Regions from separate parts of the Zea mays genome. Here region 2 is linked to region 1. A link is a contact called in public Hi-C data. All regions are on one chromosome and are shown on one strand. Each heading gives the region's core, a stretch centred on a gene start, on an enhancer-like site or on the middle of the called end of the contact. The rest is flanking DNA. Distances are from core to core; before and after follow the strand shown.

Region 1 (3,481 bases), core at 282-2,781:
AGTTTCAACGGTCGTCATGCGTCATTTTTTACAAATAACCCCTCACATCTATTTCAAATTAATCTGCTGCACGTCTATAGATGCCAAACGACGCTCGACACGGGCTAGATGCACGCGGGCCACAACTATGGCACAGACACGTCATGCCGGCCTGCTAACTGTGTCGGACCAGCCTGTTAGCCCGTCGATCCATTTAATTAAATCAGCGTAAAATGTTAAAAACGGTGGAGGAGGTGGGGTTCGAACCCATGCTTTGATGGAAGAAGGGCGGGAGACACTGAGTGAAAGTGTCTAACCAGTAGAACATCACGCTAAGATGTTTTTAATATTGAATATAAATTGTATATAGGTATATACGTTTTTTTGTAAAATAAAAAAATAATCGTGTCGGGCCGGGCCAGCACTACGGGTCGAGGCTACAGCCCAAGCACGGCACGACGTTCTTGGCTCTTGCAAGCATTAAGTCGTTTCTGAGACCACATTGGCGCAATCGACTACATGGTGTTTGAGATTGCTGAATTGGATGGAGCAGCAATGATTTGTCACACTAACAGCAAAATGAAAGGTTATTTGTTGGTTTTAAATAATTTATATGGAGCGCATCCAGTTTTTATTTATGTCTGACTTTAGCAATCACTCCATATTTTGATCTATCTTTTTTATAAGTTTGACTTCATGGGACTTATTTTAGAAACTTGATCTCACAAACTTTCTCTTATTTGGTCTCTATATGATGAAATTATGTCATTTTATAATCTCTGTTCATTCAGTCAATCGTTGTGAACTCTCTTCTAATCGCTCACTTCATTTAGCCGTGTTGTACCAAGTCATATTTGCATGGAGTAAACAATAACATCAGTTAGCCAAATCAAAAAATATATTATACAGAGACCAGAGATAATCAATAAAAAATCTTTAATTTTTTTGATGGATAGTTTACGTGGGTATTGTTGTAAGCCGTCGCAACGCACGGGTAACCGACTAGTATTTTAAGAATGAGGGAGTATTAAATATGCATCAAACTACCGTAAAACTACAACTAAAATTAGCCTAATCTGCACATGGATGCTTCTCTTTCCCACCCGTGCCCGTGCACAAATATCGTGTTGTCTTTTTTTTTTTTGACAAACAGTCGCGGTCGAGAACGAAGAAGTGAAGAAATACCGTTAGACTGACCGCAGCGGTCTACCCTACCGCTCCCCCTCCCCTTGCATGTCGGCTGTAGGGGGTATCCTATGGCCGCAGCGGTGCCCCTACAGCGCCTCCTACGTGTCGGTCCCCTTCTCTCTCCCCCCAGATCTAGCGTGTCACTGTTCATCACCCTAAACACTGTGCTGTAGGTCCACGAGTAATTGTTAGTAGATAAAAAATTGATAGTTGGTATAGAAAATGATATTTTATAGTGGTAGTAGGGTATAGGGGGAGTATTTAGGGGGAACCGCTGCGGGAGATAAAAAAATAGGGGGGAAAATAGGAGGAAAAAGTGATATAAGGAGAAAAATTTAGGGGTAACGGCTGCGGATAGCCTTAGGATAACGAGAAAGACGATAACCTCACACTTTCCTTCTCCCACGGCAATGGCGGCCGTAGCGGCGGCTCCACGGCCGCAGCTCCCCATGCTATCTGGCGGCGGCGGCGCGGCACTTTCCAGTCTCACCCTCCAAACACTGGCCTTCATTTCCCCCCTCCCCATCAGCCGCTGTCACCGCTGTGTGCTCCGCTCCAACGCCTCGTCGTCCCCGTCTCCGCCGCCATCGCAGGAGGAGGCAGCGGCGGCTGAGGTGGTTCCAACAGCTGAGTCCTGCGTCAATCTCGGTCTCCAGCTCTTCTCCAAAGGCAGGGTAAGTGAAGCCCACGCCGAGGCGCTGTAATGCAATCTTCGAGCGGTATGCGACGCTTAGCATTAACTTCAGACATTTTCAACCATGAAGAGGGCTATCAATTGTGTGAGGATGTTTCAGTTGGGGTGTACAAGCAACTCTCACGAAGACTTGTCCGTTTTAGCATATTGCTTTTGAATTTAACCAGGAGATGCAGGATAGATTACCAATGTCTATATATCAAGCTTAATTGAGTTTGGGACAGGTTAAGTTTATCGACGCTGAGTGCTTAATAGGACTGCCTGCTTTATTGCATCGAACAAATGTTTTACCATGTACCTTTAAGGAAATGGCGGAACCAATGTAAGGGATTGGTTTTTAAGCAAGAAAGTAAGTGATTCTTGGTAGTTTTGATTTCACTACTAGCCTTAGGATATTGTTGGGAGATGAATCACCTAGCGGTGCTGTCTGCGGAGGCGTAGACGGTCCGTGAAACAGTGCCAGACGGTCTACGACCTGAGCATAAGAGCGGCTCCTTCTCTGGGTACATCCGGACGGTCCGTGCCTATGGCTCGGACAATCCACGATGGCGCAGAGGGTCGTTTTCTTCGCAGCAGACCTAGATTTCTCCTCTCGGGAAGGACCCTGTCGGGGAGGAGAGATCTTAGGGTGTGCCTTGGAGTCGGCAGGCCACCCAAGACGTCTCTAATCGACGTAGAGCCGACGAGAGGTGAAGATTCGAGTTAGAGAAGGCTAAACTAGGGCTACTCCTAATTCCTAATGCTAAGGTAAAAATGATAAGTAGAATTGATTGGATCGATTGTGGGGGTTCAATCGGCCGTACCTCTTCATCTATATAAGGGGGAGGTCTTGACCCGTTACAAGTCAGTTCCCAAGCTAATCCTATGAAGATCGCTAACAAATCCCACAAGAAACGGGGAACCGTAACTGATTCTGCGCACGCGCGGACCGTCCGCGCCGCCACTGCGCGGACAGTCCGCAAGCCAATTTCGGTGCTCAACAGATATGTATTGGCAGATTATGACAGTCTCCAACTTGAAAACAATTGGCAATCAGTGCCTTGGTATTTTGCTAGCATAAAGCTGTAATTAGTACACTGGTGAAGAAAGAATCAGTAATCTGGGAAACATAAAAGCCAGTGGTATCGTAATTATACTGTTAGATGCATGTTTGAGCAGTCTTTACAGACTTTTTATCATTCATTGAAGGGATGTCTATAACCATTACATGCATTCTGTTATTTTATATGCACTTGTTTAGGTGAAGGATGCTCTTGAACAATTTGAGAATGCATTAGAGCTGAATCCAACATCTATTGAGGCCCAGGCAGCGCTATATAACAAGGCATGCTGCCATGCGTATAGGTGAGGACACATTCCTGAGATCACTGGACTTGGATTTACTATGCATGCGCCATGCTTATTTGGGGTACTCATCAGAAGTTTCATCTATTTGTCAGTGAGATCATGTGTAGTAATGTTTCAAATTAATGTATCTAGGTGAAAAACTATAAATAAATACTAAAACCATTAACAAAACTACAAGAGCCAGAAATCAAGGTCTTCATAAATGTTATGTGGAGTCATTTGGAATCCATTGTTCCACCATCAGAACATTTTTGAGGTTTTTTATTGTTCATT
Region 2 (3,467 bases), core at 717-3,216, 190 kb before region 1:
AGAATCCTATCTATCTGTTTAGAACTCTAACTGTCTCTTTATTCCAATAATATTGCTCTCATATTTATATTTATACTCCTGGATTTCTAATTATATTAGATCTCCAATTTAAATAAATCTTAGAATATATTTTTATTTAAATTTTAAATTAAATTTTTGGGTGTTACATGTGAGTTGAAAGGATGGTTTTCTTAAACATCTTCTTATGATATCCTAATTTTTATCGACTCTACCTAAAGAATGTCGCATACAAACAAACAAGACAAAACAACCAAACATACATCGATACATTATTTTAGGTCATATTTTATTTTTAATTATAGGCGACACCACGACAGAGCCAGCCATTCTTATTTTTGGGTGATAGCGCTTATATAAAGATAAAGACTTGTGATCACATGAGGCAGAAATCCATCGTTTGGATAGGTCACAACTTGTGCACTATATGAATTTTACAACATAATCAAGGAACTTATCACAAGAACACCTTTATGATTATGTTAGGGCTTCTACGCTCTACCACTACCTTTTTCTGTTTCTAATTTATGTTTTCATCTTTAAATTTAAAATTCAAGTCTAATTTAGAGCTAAGTTAAAATTTCTATTTCCAACATAAATTGCAACAAACAAAAACTTAACATGAATGCAATGAATTTTTTTATTCATTAATTTATCCATTTAAGCAATTGCTTCAAACAATACATATAACTCACTAGGAATAATTCATATAAGATGTTTTACCATAATAATTATTCAAGAAAATAATTCAAACAAATAGCCAAATTTTTATATTTAAAATTAATTTAACTTTTAGGAAAATAGCTTAAATTTATATTTTTATTACAAAGACTCTTTAAATTGTAAATCTTTAGAGAATTTTTCTGAAATTCTAAAAATAGGATTTTGGTGAGTTACACAAGCTCAACTTCACTACCCTCACTTATCTACCTGAAGGAGCTCCTGTGATGATTGGTATCTTCTACATCCTGAACCATCCCATGGTTATTTTTTTTTATTCTCATGCATAAAATAGTTTCATTAGTCAAAAGATCATTGTCAAATGTCAATTGCCATTTTACCACACTAGGGGGCTATATGATTGCAACGCCAGGAGGCAAGGTTGCAACCAATCATGTCAAACGACGCGTGCCAATAATGTTGGGTAGTAAAATTTTCAAAACACCATTTTAGTTTTGGGATTAGAGGGTGTAGATATCATCTTGCGAACTGATTGGATGACCCAAAACCAAGCCGTAATTGACATTGCAGCCATAGCCATTTAGATACATTTCCCAAGTTGTGGAGAACTTACCGTCACACTCGATTTTGGAAGGTAAACCGAATGCGAACCATATATGTGCCAGGATCAGAAATTCACGTACACAGCGATTACATAACTGAACATCATCGTATAGTTCTCGAATAATAACATAAATAAGTAATACCTTATTACATCATGATGTCAGAGACATCCATATAGTCATTAACTTAAACAGTAATCAAAGTGTTAAAGCGAAACGCAGTACTAACGAGACCTTCACTAGCAGCTGACTGGGGGCGGACAGTATGCAGTGCCATTTTTTGTGTTCAACAATCTCGCTACTTTTTTGTTCATGAACTACTCGTTTTTTGTTGTTGTCTCGAGAGCTTATATAAAGAGTTTTAGAAAGTAATCGACAAAATCATCTAGAGAAAAGGTATCCTTGCTCCAATCTACGACTTTTAAGTTACCTGATTTGGTCATGCATGGAAGGATCGATAGAGATCGATCAGTTTTGTTTTGTACTCCGTATCATGAAGCATATCATGATCTAAAGTCGCTAGCGTAGTGAGTGGTAATTAAGCGTGGCCATGGTGCCGCGAATTCCACACCGGCCCACGTACGGTGCAAGGACAAACCGTGGGCAACGGCACCTTCCATTTCAACCAGTACTCCATCTATCCAGTAGTACACAAACACAACACATTACATACATCCCACGCTCTCTGCCGCACAGGCCACACACGCCCCGCTCCGCCCGTCTACCCTTCACCCAAGAACCGCCCGCCGCGCCGCGCCGCTCCCATGGAGACGCCGACGCCGCGGGTGAAGCCCGGGTTCAACGGCGTCGGCGTGGGCATGGGGTCGTCCGTGAACGGCAGCAGCCGCCGCGCCGGCTACTACATGGGCCCGGCCGGCGCAGTGGCCGTGGCGGGCGGCGGCAGGGCGGCAGCAGCAGCGCCGGTAGACGGGTGCAGCGTGGCGCTGCGCGTGTTTGTGCTGGCGGCGACGCTGGTTTCCGCAGTGGTGATGGGCGTGGACCGGCAGACGAGCACCATCCGAATCACCGTCACCGACGCGCTGCCGCCGCTGGAGGTGCCCCTCACCGCCAACTGGTCCTACTCCTCCGCCTTCGTGTAAGACTGTCTCACTCCTGCCCCCCTCTCTCTCTTTCTCTCCACCGCCTTCTTATCTTCGTAGCGCTATCTAGCTAGCTGGCCATGTGATTACGCCGCATATGGTGATTTCACAAATAATTGCCCGTACGTGCGCGCTCGCATTTTTCTTCTCCACCTCGGTCTTTTTCTAGTTAAAATTTGCGTTCACCTCTGTATTTTTTTTCTTGTGTGTGTGTTCATGATAAGCAACATCATCAGGGTACGTATGTACTACTAGCTAGCTATAGGCAGTGACACATTTATTTGCCACACCGGACAAATTTAGTAGTGCGAATATAAATATGTCTTGTAGTAGGATTCGAAAAATGCGCGCGGGTCAATAATTAATCCGTTTGCGCACTTGCATGTCCTGTCTAACGTCGTTATTATTACAGTCAAACTTGATTCTTAAATAAAATTTCAGTCACGAAATAGATTCCTTTTTAAAAAAAAAACTCAACGAGAGATTTGCTGAACAAGTTGATTAGAAGGCGATTAAAAGCCAACGGTTCAAAAAAAAAGCACCCCACCCCCACACTTCCAAACGCACCACCATGCACACAGGAAGGAATTAAATACTGCTGTTGCTACAAATTCTCAATCACTAAATAAATTGTCTGCCCCGCGCGCATATACACATGTCACACATGCTGCCCCACTAACAGTCTACTACGTACTAGCGGTCTAGCTCTACGTTTGTAGTTTTGCGGCACGTATTAATTAATGTCTCTAGTGTACGTACAGTGTACTAGTTGTTGTAGTCGTGGACTCGTCGAGGTGGATAGCTATTAGGGATGTATCGTTCCAGATACGATACGAGGCAGCACATATTATGCAAGCGCGACAGCGTATAGGTTTGGATGGTGGTGTTTCCGTAGGTCGTATGGGGGTACTCGGATCCGATATAGTTACTTGGTGGTTAGGGCCTGTTTGTTTACCCCAATGGATTATATAATCTGGATTATTTTTGAAAGATTATATAATCTGGATTATATAATTTGGATTATATAATCTGAGTAGTCTTGTTTGTTTATCTAGATTATCTGGCG

The links. A called contact is a pair of places that touch in the nucleus more often than the background predicts.
Region 2: a Hi-C map of leaf shows a contact between it and region 1, with 5 times the contacts expected there. The contact joins the promoter of LOC100191924 here to the promoter of LOC100275611 in region 1. A contact is called at or near these places in 4 of 25 Hi-C or Micro-C datasets (bundle sheath, ear, leaf and 1 more).

What each region holds. Positions count from the first base shown.
Region 1 is chr3:67,441,181-67,444,661 of Zm-B73-REFERENCE-NAM-5.0, reverse strand. It overlaps LOC100275611, which reads left to right and starts at 1,531. Exons shown (of 9, transcript NM_001320200.1): 1 at 1,531-1,841; 2 at 3,102-3,205. The coding sequence starts at 1,578.
Region 2 is chr3:67,635,123-67,638,589 of Zm-B73-REFERENCE-NAM-5.0, reverse strand. LOC100191924 (CASP-like protein 4) reads left to right here and starts at 1,966. Exons shown (of 2, transcript NM_001137348.1): 1 at 1,966-2,397. The coding sequence starts at 2,066.